2 separate regions of the Macaca mulatta genome follow, and region 2 is linked to region 1. Evidence: chromatin contacts called from public Hi-C data. All regions are on one chromosome and are shown on one strand. Each heading gives the region's core, a stretch centred on a gene start, on an enhancer-like site or on the middle of the called end of the contact. The rest is flanking DNA. Distances are from core to core; before and after follow the strand shown. Region 1 holds the start of CYP20A1 (cytochrome P450 family 20 subfamily A member 1). Region 2 holds the start of ABI2 (abl interactor 2).

Region 1 (7,695 bases), core at 2,951-5,450:
TGGGATATAGCTCCCGCCAGAAAATATGGCTCAGAGTTGAAAGGGAACAAAACAGGAGGCTTCTAAAGCTGCTCTCTTCTCATCCTCAGCCTACGATGCCTCTTGGTAGAATTAGAAGTGAGCTCATAAGGAGCCCAGGTGGCATAATCTGAAGGAATGAACGTCAGTGGTCACAGTTGCATGGTAAACACACCAGACAGTGATAACGTAAGCATACCCTAAGAATGACCCTATATTCTAAGAACATTGTATGTTCACAATTCCAACCTAAGGAATCCAGGAGTAGCCAACCAGAGATTCATTTGGAGGTTGTTGTCAGCTGGGATTGCGCCACTGCACTCCAACCTGGGTCACAAAGTGAGACTCCGTCTCAAAAAAGAAAATTAAGGCCGGGCACGGTGGCTCACGCCTGTAATCCCAACACTTTGGGAGGGCTCTGCCTTTTGTAATCCAAGGCAGGTGGATCAGGAGGTCAGAAGACGAGCCTGGCCAATATGGTGAAACCCTGTCTCTACTAAAAATACAAAAATTAGCCGGGCATGGCCCAGCTACTCAGGAGGCTGAGGCAGGAAAATAACTTGAACCTGGGAGGCGGAGGTTGCAGTAGGCCGAGATTTTTCCACTGCACTCCAGCCTGGATGACAGATGGAGATTCCATCACACACACACACACACACACACACACACACATTAAAATAAATAAATTTGTAGGAGTTTTTAAAGCCACAGAGTTTAAAACTTTTGTGTGTTTTAGATTTTTTTTTAGAGACTAGTTCTCCCTATGTCACCCAGGACAGAGGGCAGTAGCACAACCATAGCTCACTATAACCTTGAACTCCTGGGCTCAAGTGAACTTCTGAGCCTCCCAGAGCCCTGGGATTATAGGCGTGAGCCACTGTGTGTGGCCCAAAAACAATTTTTTTTTTAAGATACGAAGTCTCGCTCTGTCGCCCAGGCTGGAGTGCAGTGGCGCGATCTCTGCTCACTGCAAGCTCCGTCTCCCGGGTTCACATCATTCTCCGGCCTCAGCCTCCTGAGTAGATGGGACTACAGGCACCCGCCACCACGCCCGGCTAATTTTTTTTTTTTTGTAATTTTAGTAGAGACAGGCTTCCACCTCGTTAGCCAGGATGGTCTCAATCTCCTGACCTCGTGATCTGCCAATCTCGGCCTCCCAAAGTGCTGGGATGACAGGCGTGAGCCACTGCGCCCAGCCCCAAAAGTTATTTTTTAATTCAACATGAGTACATGTTGAAGAGAAGTATGACAGGTGATGAAGAAAATTACTTTCAAGGATAAAAATACTTTCATTAGAATAAAATTCTATTGGATAAGTGCAATAAAAATAAGTTCAGAAAAAAGAACCATGGAAAATTTCCAGTTGTTCACGAAAAGTGTACGGGTTTTTTGTTTTGTTTTGTTTTTGTCCAGGCTGGAATGCGGTGGCACCATCTTGCCTCACTGCAACTTCTGCCTCCTGGGTTCAACTGATTCTCCTGCCTCAGCCTCCTGAGAAGCTGGGATTACAGGCGCGTGCCACCACACCTGGCTAATTTTTGTATTTTAAGTAGAGGCGGGGTTTCACCATGTTGGTCAGGCTGATCTTGAAGTTCTGACCTCAAGTGATCCGCCCGCCTCAGCCTCCGAAAGTGCTGGGATTACAGGTGGAGCCACGGCACCCAGCCAAGTTTGTGTGTTTTTAAAAAAAGTCTGAGAGTTATCACATCACTATTATATTTCCATTCCTTTTCATACAATTAAAAGAGAGCTGCAACAATTTCAAAACGAGAATATTTATATCAGAAATTTAATCCTTTAAAGTCAAGATAAAAATTTTAGATGTCAACACAAAAAATGTATGAACGGATATAAATGTGTGTGTATATACATATTATATATATATATTTTGCATATATATAATGCTTTTAGGGAGTACCTAGGCAAAACATTTTTAGGAACACAGGAAGAGGAGGTAGATGTCTAGTTTTAGAGACTCACTATAAAATATGGTGCCCTGCCCAATTTCTGGAATTTTTGTCTCTTTTTTACAGCCCTCAAAGTTCAGAGAGTCTCAGGCTGTAGGTCAATTTAGGGCTAAAAGAGAATTCTAGATATCCGGAAGGATTGGTACCTAAGATTATGGTTATATGGCTACTTTATGCACTTAAAACTCTTACGTTTGGCCGGGCGCGCTGGCTCACGCCTGTAATCCCAGCATTTTCAGAGGCCGAGGCGGGCAGATCACGATGTCAGGAGTTAAAGACCAGCCTGGTCAACATGGTGAAACCTGTCTCTACTAAAAATACAAAAATTAGCTGGACATGGTGGCGCGTGCCTGTAATACCAGCTACTCCGGAGGCTGAGGCAGGAGAATTGCTTGAACCTGGGAGGCAGAGGTTGCAGTGAGCCGAGATTGCGCCATTGCACTCCAGCCTGGGCTACAGAGGGAGACTCCGTCTCAAAAACAAACAAACAAAACAAAACAAACAAACAAAAAAACTCTTACATTTACTGTTTTGAAAACCTATTGGGAACATCAGTTTGACAAGAAATATCTTTAAAATTCTAACAAGAGACTTAAAAAAGAACTTTGAACATACGACAGTTTAAAGCACATTTATATGCAGAGAAAGACTTAAAAATACAATTTTTGCCAAGTGAAATATTAAACAGCATGTTTCATTATATTTGCTATAGATGCCAATAGAGTTGGCATTTTCAATGAGGTATGTTTCCTGCTTATGTAATAGTCGCTTATCATAGAAGCTGTAAAATCAATCTGGAATTTCTCTTGCCAAATTGCTGCCTGTTCTTGACATTTTATATTATTAAATATATAAAATCTATAAATACTTTTAGCACACTTTCACTAAAAGGAGCACTAGTAAGTAGCAGGCCTTGCCTTGTATTTCATTAGCCAAGTCAAAACTTCTGAGCCATGCGAAATAGAAAGAGGGGTCCTAGGGTATTTTATGCCCAGGGCAACGAATGCCAAAATCAGTTTTGCTAGGAGCTGTGCTAAGTGCTTTTCATAAAATATGTAAATTAACCTACAGCCAACTCCATGTGGTATTATTTTCACTATTTTACCTAGAAGGAAATGGAAGCTTAGAAAACTCAAGCAATTTACCGAAAGTCAGAGTTAACAGAGCAAGGAAACCTGAACAGAGTGCAGCCTCCGCTCACCAGAAACTGTCAAAGAACCACATTTACTAGTACTTCAGACACAAATTCTGCGAAACAAGGCGTATCTACTCTTGTTTTACTCCCAGACACTTCCCTGTCCCGGTTAGATCAGTGGTGGTTTTCATTCAAATTTAAGTGTGTAACAGTGTCCCCGGGAGGGCTTTGTTAAAACAGATTGTTGTACGCGCCCCCTCCCCCCGCCCGCCCCGAGTGTTTGATTCAGTAGGTGTAGTTTGGGATCCAGAATCTTTCTATTTTCTTTTCCTTCTGTTTTGTTTTGTTTTTGAGACAGGGTCTCGCCCTGTCGCCCAGGCTGGAGTGCAATCGTGCGATCTCGGCTCACTGTAGCCTCCAACTCCCCAGCTCAAGCGATCCTCCAGCCTCAGCCTCCGGAGTAGCTGGGGCCACGGGCGCGCGCCACCACGGCCGATTTTTTTTTTTTTTGGTAGAGACGGGGGTCTCACTATGTTGCCCACGCTGGTCTCAAACTCCTGGGCTCAAGCGATCCTCCCGCTTCAGCCTCCCAAGGTGCTGGGATTACAGATGGAGCCACCGCGCCGGGCATCGATAATCTGCATCTTCAACCAGCTCCCGGGAGACGTTGATGCAGCTGGTCCGGGGACCACTCTTCGAAAATCATTGGTTTAGAGGTTTTAATCCTGAATGCACTGGGAAAAGTGTTGGGCGGACAGAGCACTGCTAACTCCTAACTTTTCTCAGAAACCTGGGCTCTGCATTCGCCAACAACTCGGTCCCAAGTCGCGGGCATATTCTGTCTGAAATCGTGTGCACCGCAATCGCCGCCTTGGGGTGGAGGATGGCGCTAGGCGGCCTCAGCCTCCGCCTGCTGCTCGCAGGAACCCGCGCCCCGGCTCCTCGGCGATCCATTGCTCTCTCCGCTGACGCCGGCCGCAGGTCTCGGTCACGCCCCCGGCGGCCCGTTGGTTCGCGGGTCCCGCGGGGTGCCCCCGCCCACACGCTATGCCTTAAGTTGGGCCAGGCTGAGGCGTTGCTGCTCGAGCGGCCGATCCGAGACGTGGCTCCCTGGGCGGAAGAACCATGTTGGACTTCGCGATCTTCGCCGTTACCTTCTTGCTGGCATTGGTGGGAGCGGTGCTCTACCTCTACCCGGTGAGCGTCGTCTTGGCTTTCTGGGGCCCTGGGCGCCGCCCCAGCCTCTCTGTCGCCCGCATCCAGGCCGACCTGCCCGCTGCGGGCCGCAGGGGGCGGGCCTGAGGGGAGGGCTCGGGATCCCTCCCGGGCTTCGGCTCGGGGACCGCACCCGGAGTCACGTGACGCCCCACCGGGCAAGCGCTGAGAGCTACGTGGGCTGCGCCGCTACGCCTCAGGCGCCTGGCCAGGCTGGCTGTAGCTGCTGAGGAAAAACCCGCGCCTCCGCGGGCCGACCTCACCTTGACAGGCACCCCGCGCCACTCTCCAAGGCGGCTCTCAAGTACTTTGGGCGGCTTTTTGGCAATAACTCCGCTAAACCCAAATTTCATTTCCCGGTGTGTCGGAGGAGACTCCTGGGCGCGCCACTCCTTTCTCCTTTCTTGAGGATTCTGCCAGCACTTGTGTCTTCCTCCTTTCCTTCTGTCCATCGATCTATCCTGACTGGAATCCAAAGTGCTTGAGGTCCAGGTCTTGCTCCTCTGAGGGACTCCAGGGCAAATGCTTCTCTCGGGGAGAGCGCCGCGCTGCCGGTTCGGGTGCGAGCTTGCCTCGGCCGCTGCCGTCTCTCCGAGCCTCCTGTCCTCCGCTCTCCACTAGCCTCCGTCCCCCAGAGAGGGAGGGTCTGAAAACAAAAGCGTTGATGGCTGAGGACCGTCTTTAAAACCTGTTCTACGCACTTTGGGAGGCTGAGGCGGGCGGATCACGAGGGCAGGATATGGAGACCATCCTGGCCAACATGGTTACACACCGTCTCTACTAAAAATACAAACATTAGCCGGGTGTGGTGGCGGGCGCCTGTAATCCCAGCTACTCAGGAGGCTGAGGCAGGAGAATCGCTTGAACCTGGGAGGCTGAGGTTGCAGTGAGCCAAGATTGCACCACTGTACTCCAGCCTGGTGACAGAGTGAGATTCCGTCTCAAAAGAAAAGAAAACAACAACACTTGTTCTACAAAGCAAGGTGGTGGTTTTACAGTGAAAGTTGAAAAGTAGCTGAACTGCTGGAATTGACCATACACTTTCTTAAATGTTCTTTTCCGAGCAGGTAAATGGATTAGGCTGGAATCTTGCAACTACACAATAAGGGATTTCCTGAAATCTTATTTTCTGAGAAACTAAACAATTTCAGTGGTTCTTGAATTTTTGGTGGTTTTAAAATGATACTCTTCTTTGATCAGCTCATAGAAGCACACTGTTTATTCTTGGCACTAGATATGTGCCAGATACGGTTCCATGTGCTGGGAATCCAGCCATGAACAAACCAGACAGAAAATTCCTGACTCTTGGAATTTACTTCCTAGAGAAGGGGAACAGACAGTAAAAACAAGTAATATAGGATTGTGCGTAGAAATAAAGTTGGGGATAGGTAGATTGTTATTTCAAAGTAGGATAGCCGGGAGCTAAGGAGACATTTCAGCAGAGACTGGAAGAAGGTGAAGGTGCAAGCCATTCAGGTATCTGAGAAAGAGCATTCCGGGTCGAGGGAGCAGCAAATACAAACCCTAAGAGGGAGACCCGCCTGGTGTGTTCCTGGAAAGCAAGGGGACCAGTGTGGTTAGAATGTAGTAAATGAGGAAGAGACCAGAGGAGAGAAAGTCAGAAGGATGGGGGTGAAGGACAAATTTTAAATGACTTGTAAGGCTAGGCTTTTTTTTAATGGACTTTTGCTGTGTGCCACTGGAGGATTTCAGCCATTTGAAATTGGATAGAATTAAAATTTAATATTATTAGATAAATTTTAAAAGAATCATTCTGGTTGCCAAGTCATGAATAGACTTGGGTCTCCAGGTAAGGATGGAAGCAAGCCGAGTAATTAGGAGGATATTATCATTTCAGTTTGGATCATGTTAGTAGTGGCAGAGATAATGAGAACTAGTCAGTTGTGAAGATAGTGCCAATGGGCTTTCCCAGTGGATTGGATGTGAAATGTGAAAGAGAGGCATCAAGGAAAACACCAGTTATTTTTAGCCTGGTATCTGGAAGGATGGATTAATTCCAGGGAAGATCAGCGGTTTTGTTGTTGTTGGTTGTTCTTTAGTTTTGTTTTGGTGGGAGGTAGTGAGGATTTATAGAGATTAGGAGTTGGTTTTGGGTAGGCTAGGTTTTTTTTTTTGAGACGGAGTCTCGCTCTGTCGCCCAGGCTGGAGTGCAGTGGCCGGATCTCCGCTCACTGCAAGCTCCGCCTCCCGGGTTTACGCCATTCTCCCGCCTCAGCCTCCCGAGTAGCTGGGACTACAGGCGCCCGCCACCTCGCCCGGCTAATTTTTTATACTTCTTTTTAGTAGAGACGGGGTTTCACCGTGTTAGCCAGGATGGTCTCGATCTCCTGACCTCGTGATCCGCCCGTCTCGGCCTCCCAAAGTGCTGGGATTACAGGCGTGAGCCACCGCGCCCGGCCTGGGTAGGCTAGGTTTGAGATGCCTGTTAGACATCCAAGTGGAGATGTTGATGAGTAACTGAATATATGTCTTCAGTTTATGGGAAAAGTCCAGGCTGAAGATACACATTTGGGAGCTATCAATGTATAGATGGTATTTAAAGCGAGGAGAACCGGTTGCTATCTCCCAGACAATTTAGATACCGGAGAGAAGAGGTCCCAGGGACCATACCCTGGATTCTCCAATGTTAATGGTTGAGGAGAGAAACAAGAGCCAGCAAAGGAGACTGAGAAGGAGCAGCCACATAAATAGAAGGAAGCCAGATGTTTTAAGCAGAAGAGAAGCAGAAGAGGATAATCAGCTAAGTCAAATGCTGCAGATATGTCAAGTAAGTTAAGGCCTAAGAATTTAGTAACATTGAATCGTTTTTTTGTTTCGTTTTGTTTTGTTTTGTTTCGTTTAAGAGACAGAGTCTCTCTCTTGCCCAGGCTGGAGTACAGTGGTACCATCATAGCTCATTGTAACCTCAAACTCCTGGCTCCAAGCGATCCTCCCACCTTAGCCTCTCAAGTTGCTGGGACTACATGCGCATGCCACCACACCTGGCTAATTTTTAAATTTTTAATTTTTTGATACAAAGTCTTGCTCTGTCGCCCAGGCTGGAGTGCAGTGGCATGATCTCTGCTTACTGCAGCCTCTGCCTCCCAGGTTCAAGCGATTCTCCTGCCTCAGCCTCCCAAGTAGCTGGGACTGAAGGCACACACCACCACGCCCAGCTAATTTTTTTATTTTTAGTAGAGACAAGATTTCACTATGTTGGCCAGGCTGGTCTCGAACTCCTGACCTCAAGTGATCTGCCCACCTTGGCCTCCCAAAGCACTGGGATTACAGGCATGAGCCACCGCACCCAATCTAATTTTTAAATTTTTTATAGAAATGAGGTCCCACTGTGTTGCCCAG
Region 2 (7,695 bases), core at 1,451-3,950, 92 kb after region 1:
TAGATTCTGCTGTGTACAAAGTGTCTCTCTAGATGGAGTTTCCCAGCTGCCAGAAATTGTAATCATAGACTTTTTGAGCCAGAAGGGCCGTTTCATAGGCATCACCTGGGAACTTGTTAAACATACATTAATTGGGCCGGACCAACTGAATAAAGAACTCTGGAGGTGGGGTCCAGCAAACTAGTTTAGTAAGCCCTCCAGGTGATTCCAATCCACATTCAAGTTTCAGAATTCCTGACCTGAGTTTCACCCTTTGATTTCTCTTCTTTCTTTTTCCAGACAGAGTCTCCCTCTGTCGCCCAGGTTGGAGTGCAGTGGCGCAATCTTGGCTCACTGCAACCTATGCCACCCTGGTTCAAGTGATTCTTCAGTCTCAGCCTTCTGAGTAGCTGGGATTATAGGCAACCGCTGTCACACCCAGCTAATTTTTATATTTTTAGTAGAGATGGGGTTTCACCATGTTGTCTAGGCTCATCTCGAACTCCTGACCTCAACTGATCCACCTGCGTTGGCCTCCCAACGTGCTGGGATTACAGGTGAGAGCCATCATGCCTGGCCTCGCCCTTTGATTTCTTCATAAGGAAACTAGGTCCAAAGAGATTGTCACTAATTAGAAAAAATACTAGAATATTTTCTAGGTAATTTCTAGAATGATGAAACATCCCAGAGGAAAATTTGTTTTTTGGGCTAATTGCTAAGTAGTAGTTGAAAAAATGCTAGGTGGGAATAAGTAATGATGGGGGAAGTCTGTCTACCATTTCACTCACTTGATGGGCTTCTTCAAGTTCAACATTATTTTTTGATCTATTTAAGTTTAGTCTGAAAGAAAAGTTTGTTTCATCTAACATTTGTTTTATTCACTTGGTTATTCATATGTCTTATTCCTTGAAGCAAGCTGGTGTGTCATTTAAGTAACTACTCCTTTCAGTCACTCATGCTCTCAAACTAATGAATCTTAGTGTGTGTGACCCTGCAGCTTTTTTAAAACAAGTTCCTCACACTGAAGTTTGAGAACCACTACTACAGAAGATGGTTAAAGTGCCTAAGAATAAAACTAGTTGGACTAGACCAACATTTTCAACATCCTTTAATTTAGGTTCCACAGTGAAAACTCATACATTCTGCTAATGTATACATCATGAAGCCAATATAACATTAGAGTTTGCTCCAGAAATTTGTAAAGATATGGTATTAAAGTGATTTTTTTTTTTTTGAGACGGAGTCTTGCTCTGTCACCCAGGCTGGAGTGCAGTGGAGGATCTCGGCTCACTGCAAGCTCCGCCTCCCAGGTTCACGCCATTCTTCTGCCTCAGCCTCCCAAGTAGCTGGGACTACAGGCGCCCGCCACCAGGCCCGGCTAATTTTTTCTTTTTGTATTTTTAGTAGAGACGGGGTTTCACCGTGTTAGCCAGGATGGTCTTGATCTCCTGACCTCATGATCCGCCCGCCTCGACCTCCCAAAGTGCTGGGATTACAGGCGTGAGCCACCGCGCCCGGGCTAAAGTGACTTTTTTTGGAAAGTATGTTTCCTCATCATCTGAGTGAAAAAAAATTCACTGTAGGAGGGCCAAGAGATCACCAGATTAAGAACAGTGTTGAAACAATGGATCTTGTTCTAACTACACAAGTCTAAGATGGTACAGACTGGAGTCAACTTTGATTTTCCACAGCACAAATAAAGGTCATGGCTTCATATCTCAGCAATTGTCCGGAGTTTTAGTTTTTCCAGATTACACTGTGTGGGGTAGTCGGATTTAGGAAAACAAGACACAGTATCTGGAGAATAAAAACAATTATAACTCTGCAAGAACAAAATTCAAGAATCTGCCTTGAATTTTTGTAGCACTTGATGTTTCTTCAAGGTGTTTTCACGTAAACGTTGATTTTATCTATGTAACAGCCCTGTGAAGAAGGCAATTACTACTAGCAAAATCGTTTTCAAAATTTTAAATACCGAATCCATGAATAGGAAAAAGGACAGCGAAGTTGATAGCATTAGAGAAATGACAGAAAAGATCGTGAGGAAGCGATTCATAGAAATGGCAAACATAAAAAGCTGAGGCCCAGGGGTCCGCAAACCACAAGAGAAAGGGGCTAACCTGGCAGGGGAGAACGGCGTTAGTGGGGGAAGTGCAAAGAGGCAGGAGCGCAGGAAAGCTGGGGTTAGGAAACTGCAATTCACTGCAATAAAGAGGATGAGGTCAAATTTAAGAAAAATGAAGTCAGGTGGCATTGAAAACTGCGTGGAAGTTTGTGAGTTTTATTCCTGCCCTGATGAAGTGTGATCTTTCACAGAGGAGGATCCCAAGAGTGGAGGCTGTGCCCTCCTTCGGCCTCCCGTCAGCGGCAGAGGCAGAAAAGACTCGAGAAGTTCCCCAGGCCGATAACCTCCATGGGGACAGAGCCGAGATGAGTCCCGGAGGAAGCCAGCGGGAAGCCAGCAGAGCAGGGTGGTGCGTTCCCGCCGGACTAACAAAGGACGCCGGGAGGTGGGGGCTTCTCGAGTTGCTCCAGCGGTGGGCGGGCGGCGGAAGGGTTAACAGCACCACCACCTCCCGTGCGCATCCCGCTCCTACCCCCGCCGTCGCTAGGAGACGCCGGAAGTGGGGGAGGGGCCGGCGGCGCGGGCGAGGGTGGGAATCTTTTTCGGGCTCCCGGGGGCGGAGGGAGGGGAGCGCGCGTGCGCGCGCCCGGCCGGCCGTCGCCGCGGTGACCGTCCTCGCAGTCCGTCGGCTCGCGCCCCGCCCCCGTCGCCCCCTCCCCTGTCGCGCGCTGGGGCTGTTTCTCGCTCCTCCCGAGTTACCGCCGCCGTCGCCACCGCTCCTCCTCTCCCGGTCCTGGGTTTCTCTGGCGCTGCGGCCGCCGTTCCCTCTGCGAGCTGTGTGAGGAGGAGGAGGAGGAGGAGGATGTGAAGATGGCGGAGTTGCAGATGCTGCTGGAAGAGGAAATCCCGGGGGGCCGCCGGGCCCTCTTCGACAGCTACACGAATCTGGAACGGGTGGCCGATTACTGCGAGAACAACTACATCCAGGTGCGAGAGCATCCCCCGCTGGGGCGCGTCGGGCCTCAGGGGGCGGTGAGGAACGCGTAGGGGACCCCCCCATGGGGGGCCGCGCGCCTCGGGGTGTGGGGCCGAGGCCGCCGCGGGGACACGGCCCGGCGGAGTCCCCGATGGGGGTGGGGAGCTGGGTGAGGGCTGGGGCTGGTGAATGGGTGGGAATCCTCCGGCTGGAGAAACTGCATTTTTAAAACCTTTTTAAAAGCCGTGAAGCAGTCCTCGGCGCGGTGCGTGTGTCGCGTCCCGCCTCCTCGCCGCTGCTGCCCTCGGCCGCCCCCGCACTCCGCGCCGGTCAGCGTTCCGGATGGCAGAGGGGGCGGAGAGTGGCATTTTCTGTTTGACGGAATCCTGCTCCCTCTTAGGGTAGGGGTGTCGCTTGTATTGACGGGTTACTTCCATCCCCCACATTCTGGACGATTTTTAAGGGGCTATCTTGCTGCAGAGTGAAGTGCTTCAGGCTTCAGTTTTCTGTTCCTGTGAATGCTTCAGAAACCCTTTCTTAATATTTTATGTTCTAAAGGGGATACGGTAGAAGAGCAGCAGTCTCTTGTTGGAAGTTAATGCCATTTTTCTCCCTGTGGAGAAGGATGGTGAGCTGACTCCCCCCTCCCTCCTAGTCCCGTTAGAATAGGCAATTTTCCTGGGGGTGGGAAGAGGACGGACTATGACTGTTTCTTAGAATCGGGAAGATGAACCTCCTGTTTTTAAAATTTTTTTTTAATTATTATTTTTTACCGTGATGGATCGTTTGGCACAGGGGCTTATAGTGGTAGCGGCGTGTGTGTGGAGGCGGGGGATACTGGATGATACGAGATCCAGCTGCTCCTGGATGAAGCAAAATATTCTGTGGATTAAAGAAAAATCCTTCTTTAAACATTACTTGAAAGGATAGCAGGTTAAAATGCAGTTTGCAAAATCCAGCATCTTTTGCTTTTTTGTTAACGGTTATTTTGAATTATGGATTCTGCCTCCATTTTTTTTTCTTTCCTATTTAAATTCTCTTGGGATAAAGGTGGAAATGGAAGCAGTATGTTGAACTGTTTCTTCACAGTCCTTTTTTTTCCCCCCCCCCTGCTCCCACCTCCATCTCTCCAGGGATCTTTCTTTTTTCTTTTATTTTTGAGACACAATCTCGATCTGTAGCTCAGGTTGGAGTGCGGTGGCCCAATCTCGACTCACTGAAACCTCGGCCTCCTAGGTTTGCGCAAATTCTCGTGCTTCAGCTTCCCGAGTAGCTGGGACTACAGACGCCCGCCACCAGAGCCGGCTAATTTTTGTATTTTTAGTAAAGATGGGGTTTCACCATGTTGGCCAGACTGGTCTCGAACTCCTGACCTCAAGTGATCCACCCACCTCGGCCTTCCAAAGTGCTGGGATTATAGGCGTGAGGCACCTTTCTTAACGTTAGCTGTATAGGAAAGCATTTTCATGTTTTAGTGTAAATTTTAAGAAACTGGTGTTACAATTTTATAGGTTCATAAGTTTTGTAATGGCCACATTGTTGATCACGGAAGTGAGATTTTGTTTGATTAGACATACTATTATCTTGTAGACAACATTTGTATTTGAAAATGAACCACAGTATAAACCTGTTCCCTCAAGAGGCAGTTGAGTATGGCTACTAGGAAAGGAATGTAGGCAAGGTTAATACAAAAACATACAAATGTCCACTTGTAAGGTACTTTGCTGATATGAGTGGGGTAGAAAAGATTCAGAGGTTCAGGCCTGGGCGACAAGAGTAAAACTACATCTCAAAAAAAAAAAAAAAAAAAAAAGGTTCGGTTGCTCAATGTTTCTCTAAAATTGAAAGTCTTTTATGGCCTAGAACTGTGTGAGGGGTGGATGGTACATACCTAGTGTCTACAGAGTTTGATAGTCTAGTTAGTAGGAGAGGCTGATCTTGGAGGAAATTAATACCATGTAGTTAATTTACGCTCTGTAGTGCACTGCTGGTGCCAAGGAGGACTGGAGGAAGCAATGCTGTTCTGAGGGAATTCACAAACTCTAGTAGAGGCAAAACCTAAAGGACTGAAGTGGTAATTCCATTGCCTTGTGCAGCATATTATGGGGAAAGAGTTGCAGGTCAGAAGAGAAATTGAGGGTGGAAAAGTGGATTGCAATTATTACCAGTAAGAAATAAAAAATAAGCAGATTTCTCTCTCTTTTGCAAGATGGTTTTTTGTTGTAATTTGAAGGGACAAGTTCGTCTTAAGTTATAATTGCTATATAAAGGTAAAAGGATAAGGATTATTAAAGCTGAAAGGTTAAAGGGAGCAGCAGTTGTCTTTTTAAATATTATATACATTTCCTGCAGTTGAAAAGAGAAAAATGTCACTACTCTCAGTATCTGTTTTAGCAATGGGACTCAAAATTTAGTGTGGTGACATTTTATAATTTAAAACATAAATATTAATATTAATTTAATAGAAATGAACTTAGATTTTAAAATAGTTTATTTTTTCAATTTAGCATCTGAAGTAGATTTTACACTTTTTCTTTTTAGATTATCGTTTATTTTAAGGATGCCTTGGGTATATAATTGGTACACTCTGTCAGGATAATAGCTCTTAGATGATTTGTTGGGAAAGTTGATAAATAGAACGTGGTGATAGTGGATTTGTGCTGATCCAGCTGTACATTTGGCTGACGCGCCTTGTGACTAAAGAACTGACTAGCAGGGGTTTTGATGCTGCCTGTGACCCTGCAATAGATGAAAGTTAATTCACAGGATCAGTGATCAAATGGTCAATTTAGCCTCTTTTTTTTTTTTTTTGAGACAGAGTCTCGCTCTGTCACCCAGGCTGTAGTGTAGTGGTGTGATCTCGATGTCAGCTCACTGCAACCTCCGCCTCCTGGGTTCAAGCGATTCTTCTGCCTCAGCTTCCCGAGTAGCTGGAGCTACAGGCATGCACCACCATGCTTGGCTAATTTTTGTATTTTTAGTAGAGACGGGATTTCCCCATGTTAGCCAGGCTGGTCTGGAACTCCTGACCTCAGATGATCAACCTGCCGCGGCCTCCCAAAGTGTTAGGATTACAGGCGTGAGCCACCGTGCCTGGCTAATTTAGCCTTATTATAGCATCATGTCTTAGCCACTAGCTCGAGTTAACTAACCCAACACTCATTTTATTGTGTGGAAATGTAATTTTTGCCTATAAAGTAGAAAAAAAATCTGTTTTTCATATGTAGTAAGTGTTTTTGTTCAGTGTTTTGGTTTTTTTTTTTTTTTTTTTTTTTTTTTTTTTTTTTGAGACAGAGTCTCACTCTGTCGCCCAGGCTGGAGTGCAGTGGTGTGATCTCGGCTCACTGCAACCTCCGCCTCTTGGGTTCAAGTGATTCTTCTGTCTCAGCCTCCTGAGTAGCTGGGAATATAGGCGCGTGCCACCACACCCAGCTAATTTTTGTATTTTTGGTAGAGACGGGGTTTTACCGTGTTGGCCAGGCTGGTCTTGAATTCCTGACCTCAGGTGATCTGCCTGCCTCAGCCTCCCAAAATGCTGGGATTACAGGGATGAGCCATCATGCCTGGGCTCAGTGTTCTTAAGTCACTGGTTTTATGCCTAGGAACATCAAAACATTTAAGGTAAATAACATTCTAAATGTGGATTATATGAAAATTGAGCCAAGGAAGGGAAATAATTGTGCTGTCCTGAAAATAATTGTACTCTGTTTAAATTGTTTGTGTCTTAGGAAAGTACCCTTCCGAAATACCGTCAGCATTAGGAGTGATCAGATAGTTCCTGTATTGAAACACACATACACACAGACACACACATACACACACACACACACACACACACACACACACAAAATCTACAAATAGAGCAGGGTTGTAAGTAGCTGTTTTCTAGGTTACTAATGCAGTTAACATTAGAAATTAAGGCCAGGAGCAGTGGCTCATGCCTGTAATCCCAGCACGTTAGGAGGCCAAGGCCAGTGGATGGCTTAAGCCCAGGAGTTCAAGACCAGCCTGGGAAACATGGCGAAACCCCTTCTCTACAAAAAAACAAAACAAAACAAAAAACAAAAACCAAAAACTAGCCGGGCCTGGTAGCATGCTTGTAGTCCCACATACTCAGGAGGCTGAGATGGGAGGATCACCTGAGCCTGGAAGGTGGAGGCTGCAGTGAGCCATGATCCCACCATTGCACTCCAGCTTGGATGACAGAGTGAGACTCTGTCTCCAAAAAGATGTTTAAAAATCTGTTTTTTTCCTTTTTTTTTTTGCGACGGAGTTTTGCTCTTGTTGCCCAGGCTAGAGTGCAATGGCACGACTTTGGCTCACTGCTACCTCTGCCTCCAGGGATCAAGCGATCCTTGTGCCTCAGCCTCCTGAATAGCTGGGATTATAGGTGCATGCCACCACACCTGTATACTTTTTGTATTTTTAGTAGAGATGGGGTTTCACCATGTTGGCCAGGCTGGTCATGAACTCCTGATCTCAAGTGATCCACCCATCTCAGCCTCCCAAAATGCTGGGATTGTAAGTGTTAGTTGCCATGCCTGGCCTAAATTTTTTTTTTTTTTTTTTTGAGATGGAGTTTTGCTCTTGTTGCCCAGGCTGGAGTGCAGTGGCACGATCTCAGCTCACTGCAGCCCCTGCCCCCAGGGTTCAAGTGATTCTCCTGCCTCAGCCT

The links. A called contact is a pair of places that touch in the nucleus more often than the background predicts.
Region 2: a contact with region 1 is called in a Hi-C map of fetal cortex germinal zone, with 1.9 times the contacts expected there. The contact joins the promoter of ABI2 here to the promoter of CYP20A1 in region 1. A contact is called at or near these places in 2 of 14 Hi-C or Micro-C datasets (fetal cortex germinal zone and fetal cortical plate).

Annotation. Positions count from the first base shown.
Region 1 is chr12:108,460,184-108,467,878 of T2T-MMU8v2.0, forward strand. CYP20A1 (cytochrome P450 family 20 subfamily A member 1) reads left to right here and starts at 4,201. Exons shown (of 13, transcript XR_013402124.1): 1 at 4,201-4,317; 2 at 6,926-7,123.
Region 2 is chr12:108,553,266-108,560,960 of T2T-MMU8v2.0, forward strand. ABI2 (abl interactor 2) reads left to right here and starts at 2,701. Exons shown (of 10, transcript XM_077957412.1): 1 at 2,701-3,031. The coding sequence starts at 2,915.